2 separate regions of the Mus musculus genome follow, and region 2 is linked to region 1. A link is a contact called in public HiChIP or PLAC-seq data. All regions are on one chromosome and are shown on one strand. Each heading gives the region's core, a stretch centred on a gene start, on an enhancer-like site or on the middle of the called end of the contact. The rest is flanking DNA. Distances are from core to core; before and after follow the strand shown. Region 1 overlaps Cdh23 (cadherin 23 (otocadherin)). Region 2 overlaps Unc5b (unc-5 netrin receptor B).

Region 1 (2,897 bases), core at 244-2,743:
CACGGGCCAGCTCAGAGGGCGCCGGACCCCTCGGGGACCTGTGAGCCTGCACGGCAAAGGGGACATGGAGCTCTTCCCACATCTGGCCAGGCACTGCTAGCTTCTCTGGTTAGAAGGCCTCTCCTCTGCCTGGCCAAGCTGAGCAGGCCCTCTGGGCCCCTAGAGTTTATAGGAAACAAATTCAAGAGGTACCAGAGCCTAGTCATTCACTTGGTCCAAGCATACCTTTGGGACTGCGGCTGTGTCCACACCCGTCCCCTAGCCTCAGTGTCCAGATATCACCAACGGAGCAGCAGAGTAAGCCTTAAATGGTCTCTGGGGTCTACCGTTTCCAATCAGATGTTCCTAACTTAACTCTGGGGGTTCAAATGGCTGATGGTGGAGGTGGAATTTACAGAGAAGTAAAGATGTGCCTGACAGACCTTCTGAACCTGAGGGATAAAGGGAGAGCCAAGGAAAACCTAGCACCTATATGGTGGTACACAGCTCTCATCCCAGGACTAAGAAGGCTGAGGCAGGAGGATCATAAATTCCAGGCCAACATGGGCTTACGTTGCGAGCCTTTGTTTCCAATGCATGCCTGTGTTCATGAACCGGGCTCAGAGAGGTTTACATGCGATCATTTCCTTTATGCATAAGTAATAACTGCCTGGATCAGTCCAGGACTCGGACATCGGGACAGTGGAGTTTTCTTCCATGAGAGATGACAGTTGCATGGTTGCTAGAGGCAGCCGAGATCCTACCTGAGATAGAGGCGGGAAGTGAAGACGTCCTGCTGGACTTCAGGACCTGACTCGTGGGTAGTTCAGCAGCCGGCATGACCCAGATTCAGTCTGAGATGATGGACACTTGCCCCCAAATGTTTATGCATCTGGGGTAGACTAGAAATATGATGGCCACTTGAAAGGAGCCAGTGGGAGGCAGGAAGAGTCACGCAGCTGGGGTGAGCATGAGATTGGGCAACCTGGAGTGGAGGGACGCACAGTGCCTCGAGGGACAGCCTGACACACTTAGGAAAGGCATCGGAAACACAGTGCTGTTTATCATAAAATCGGTAAAGAAAATAGAATGGTTAAAATTCAGACCCTGGCTGGGAATGGGGGCGGGGGGCAGTGAGAGCCTCAAAGGAGATGCTTTCCAAAATCTCAGGGGGGAAAAAGGTGCAGGGAGCAGGAAGTGGGACACAGGGCCTTTTCCAAAATAGGGAGATACAGATTTAGCCCTCTAACGAGGAGTGGGCTCAGGGCAGAGAGCATTTACAGTAGCTCTGCCCATGGGGATAGGTCCTGGGAACCCTAAGTGGACAGGTGAGGAAATACTTGGAACCATAGAAATGGCTCAACTCACTGAATGTGTCTATAAATAAGTGAAATGAAGAGATGAATGGAAAAAGAATCCAACCGAACAACTGGTGTTTTGAGTAAAACAGGGGCCACTTGGTCAGGCACAGCACTGTGGCAGTAGCTGGTTAGATAACTGACAAGTTGAGTGACTAACAGAAAGGTGGTACAGAGCGTGGCTATGCTGTGTGGAGCTGAGTCACTTCCTGGCTGGGCAGCTTATGACTTTGTCACATTCGTCAAAACAGGACTTCATTCGATATTTAGATGCTTTTTGTTTCTATTGTTTTTCATGGAGTAGTTTGGATTGTGGTGGCTGGGCACAGCTGTGAAGGCTTCCCGTGGGTAAGATGGGATTTGTGTGTCTGCAGCCTTCCTTCTGCCGTCTCTTCCATCCCATTCTGCTTTGCAAACAACTGAGAACTTTCTGGAGCAGGGCTTTCCATGGGCCAACAAGACAAAGGCCCATCCCTACGCTAGGACACTGACTCCCCAGTCTCTGTTCCTGACATTGGTGGCCTGGCCAAGCACCTCCTGCCTTTGCAGCCCCAGTCTGTATTGGTACAGGATGGGTCTAGTGAGCTTGCTTTCAGTTATGTGATCTACCCATCTCACTCATTGGGAAAGATTCCTGGGGTGGGGAGGGCTGGGGCGGAGTAGGGTGGGGGCTGTGTTTTGTGTCAAAGTTAATGTGGTAGTTTGAATGCCCCATGCCCCATCTCCATCTCCTCACACATTTGAATAGTTGGCCCCTAACTGGTAGAACTGCTTGGGAAGGATTAGGAGGTGTGGCCCTGTTGGAGGAGATGTGTCACAAGCAGGGGAAGTCTTTGAGGCTTTAGAAGGCTATGCATAAGCATTCTTTCTGCCTCCTGCTCATAGATTAGATGTAAGCTCTCAGCTACTGTCCTAGTACCTGCCAGTCTGCTGCCATGCTCCCTACATGATGGACAGGGACCCAGTCTATGGAACTGTAAGCCCCCATTAAATGCTTTCTACTGTAAGTTGTCTTGGCCATGGTGTCTTAGCACAGCAATAAAAACTAACTAAGTCTATAAGTATCTGCTGGGTTTATTGCCCATGAAGTGCAATTGGCTAGGTGTAGACTGGTGGGATCTGGACCTAGGAGGTGTCCCAAGAACATTTGTGTCCTCTGAGAACAGAAGAGGAAGGCAAAGCCAAGTGTGGGAGTGGGGCACATCTGCCATCTCAGCACTTGGGAGTTTAAGCAGGAGGATTCCTGTGAGTTTGGAACCTGCCTTGGTTCCAGAGTTCGTTTTAGGCCACCTTGGGCTCACCTTGTCTCAAAAGGAGAGTAAAGGTCAGTGAGAAGGACCAATGGACAAAGCTACTTGCCCACCTGAGTTCAGTCCCTGGAATCCCCATGGGGCAAGGAGAGAATCTGTTCCCACAATTGGTCCTTTGACCACCTCCTGGGTGCCCACACCCACCCACCAACCCCCTCGAAATTAAATAAATAATTAGTGCAGAAAAGTGTTTTGAAAGCAGGGGCTGTGGGAGTCTACGCTGAATGATCTCTAATGTTCCCTGGCTGGC
Region 2 (2,700 bases), core at 82-2,581, 240 kb after region 1:
CTACCTAACAGCTCCTGAGAACCTGAACTACCTGTAATGAGAAAGCCAGGAGACACAGATAGCTCACATACAATATTCACAGAACATCAAATGGTGCCCATGTGCTCTGGGGCATCCTGGGAGCCAGCTGGGGGCCCAGATTTTAACTTCCTGGTGACCTCTGCCAGAGGCAGTAGCCCGGTTCATATCACAGGGACAGAGCCACAGAAGGAAATGCCAGCAAGGTTCTGAAGACTGAACCAGAGGGCATCTATTCTGTGCCCCACCCCCAGCCCCAGGGAGGCCTGGCTGGCCTGTCTCTCAGCTGTCAGCTGCAGAGCTGTTTCCCTATTAGCTGCTCTGGCTGCTGAAGGAGCAAGGAGCTCTGGACAGACTACAGAGCTGTGAACAAAAGCCAGGCCAGGCAGTGGCTGCCCTTGGGGCTGAAGTGATGGACAGGGGCCTGAGGAGCCACAGGGGAGGGGAGACAATGGGAGTGGGTGGGTGTCCAGGCAAACAGGTTTGGCCAGTGGAAGGGAAACTGAGAGTGAGCAGGAACCTCCAGCATTTTCCGGGGCTGTTATTCTAAGCAGCTTTTTATTTATTCAGAGGTCAGGGATGCGGCTTAACAACTGTCAGCTCGATATTTATTACAGGTGCATCAGCCTGGACCACGGACCCTGTGATGAGGTGACCACAGGACCTTCTTTCCCCCCACCACCCATCTCCTTAGTGTGGCTACTTGGAAACCTGCAAGGAAAGGCTGAAGGGCCTTACTTTGCTGAAAGACAGCCAAAGCCAGCTCTTGGTTTACTTTGGGGGAAACTGAGGCACCAATCTACCTCCAGATCATAGAGCATCCTGGTCGTTGTAATAAACTAATGCTCTGGAAGAGATCAGACTCCAGCAGCATTTAGAAATGCAGTTAGCAACCTGCCTGTCAGCCCAGAGGATCCAGGCACAAGACTGCAAGCCTTGCTTCCAACGTGCTCAAACTGCTACTGCCTCAGTTTCCCCTTCTGCATAAGCAGGGTCATGCCACCCACTTCCTACCTAGGCTGGAAGACACCCTGCAACTAGAATTTGCTTATTCACTTTTACGTGGCCCCGGGATGTGGGGAGGAGAGACTCAGAGTGTGGGGGGGGGGTCTCTCTATAGCCACCAAGTGCCTTCCTTATTAGGTTCCTAACAAAGGCTTCTAAGGAAGGCAGAGGCAACCAATAAATCTCCCTCACCAAGAGTCTCTTCCTAACAGACTGAAGACGTGTAAATGACCCAGTGCATTGCTGGGAGTGCCAACAGGCGGAAGTGGTGGTGACATCATGCGCCCATCCGGCTCCGAGCCTTCCAGCAGCCTGAGGTCAGCTCACAGAGCCCTGGCACCTCCCCCAGCAGCCCCACACCGAGCCAAGAGGAGCCTGGCACTGCCAGCGCTGGGGCTGGGCTGACAGCTTGGAGTCCCTCCTTCCTCACGTCCCCTCTCTGTGATGCTTCCCCCCCCACACACACACACTCCAACCCCCACCACCCCAATCGCATCCCTGAACAGCATTCACCAGCAAACGTGAGATTGCTGCTTCTCATATAACACATGAGCTGTGGTGTGAACTTCTGGTAAATGGAGATCTTATTTAAACTGCGTGCTATCAGGGGAGAAGAGACAGGTTCCAACACAGCTCAGCTCTGTTGCCAGAAAAAAGGAGATGCCGGCACTGCTGGAGCCCAGAGCCATTGGTGTCTCTCAGGCACCAGGAGAGGGGCAACAGGGCCCTGGACAGCACTTTGCCATTTATTTGGGAGAGACGGACAGGATACCAGTTTCCTAATAGGGTTTGGCAAGGTTACCTCACTAGGGAACTGTTTGCTCTGTGGGACAAAAGAATGCCGTAAGGTCACAGACATCTCCAGAATGACAAAATGTAGGTGGGACAGGAGGGCCCAGAGTATACCTAATCACAGCCCTCTGCCTTCTTTGCAGACAGAACTACAAAGGAACTGAAGTCCCAGCACCCAGCCTACAGCCACTGTTGCTGGAATCTCTGTGTGCCCACTGTTGGGGCTCATGGTTGGGGAATACAGGCTAGAATCTCTTGGAGCCTTGCAAAGACCCAATGTCTATGCCAGACTTAAATATGCAGACGGGGTTGGGGGGAGCAGGCGTGTGAACTCTAGCAAATTCTAGCTAACACTTCTGTGACACACTTAGTGACACACTTAGCGAGCAAATGTTCACTGAGGCCTACTCTGTGTGGGACACTGTTCTGGCCACTGGGCCATTCCCAAGGGACACAGCTCTGCCCTCATGGAGTGAGAAAGCCAGCTAAACCAGAGAACTTCTGTGTACAGGCACATGAGAACTCCAGGTGGTGGTAGGTGCTGATGGATGGGGCTGTTAAGCTTTCTAAGAGGGGACACCTGAGCGGACACAGGACAAAAAGCTGCCAGTCTGGTCAAACTGAGGGTTCCAGTGTTCCACAGTGGAGCAGATTTCCTTATGTGGACGCGAGGGCCCTTCTCCATGAGCTATGGAATCCACGCTTCTGCCAACACCCCTTACATTCACGAGGTGCCCATGGGAACATGCCATGTTCAAAATGTGCCTAGCCATTTGAGGCCAACAGACATTATAACACTTTCTCTCTTCAGGAAATTCTACAGGTGACAGGGCTATGGGGACAATGGAAAGTGTTTGATGGAATGAAGGAAGGGAGTGGAGTCTA

What was found. HiChIP or PLAC-seq counts read pairs in DNA pulled down with a chosen protein or histone mark.
Region 2: an H3K4me3 HiChIP or PLAC-seq map of bone marrow-derived macrophages shows a contact between it and region 1, with 5 times the contacts expected there. The contact joins two enhancer-like sites. A contact is called at or near these places in 1 of 484 Hi-C or Micro-C datasets (LSK cells), 2 of 115 datasets of contacts at active chromatin or transcription factors (bone marrow-derived macrophages and effector CD8 T cells) and 1 of 9 other capture datasets (liver).

What each region holds. Positions count from the first base shown.
Region 1 is chr10:60,572,043-60,574,939 of GRCm38.p6, forward strand. The region is part of intron 7 of Cdh23 (cadherin 23 (otocadherin)); the gene reads right to left. Among named protein-coding and RNA genes, the nearest start is that of Gm51803, 110 kb to the right of the region's middle. Within about 2 kb of position 1,494, at least 30 of the 459 cell types and tissues checked have an H3K27ac peak or open chromatin away from gene starts, as enhancers often do. A contact at or near this core is called in bone marrow-derived macrophages, where this site is marked.
Region 2 is chr10:60,815,735-60,818,434 of GRCm38.p6, forward strand. All of the region lies in intron 1 of Unc5b (unc-5 netrin receptor B), which reads right to left. Among named protein-coding and RNA genes, the nearest start is that of Unc5b, 14 kb to the right of the region's middle. RefSeq lists an enhancer at 1-1,109. Within about 2 kb of position 1,332, at least 157 of the 459 cell types and tissues checked have an H3K27ac peak or open chromatin away from gene starts, as enhancers often do. A contact at or near this core is called in bone marrow-derived macrophages, where this site is marked.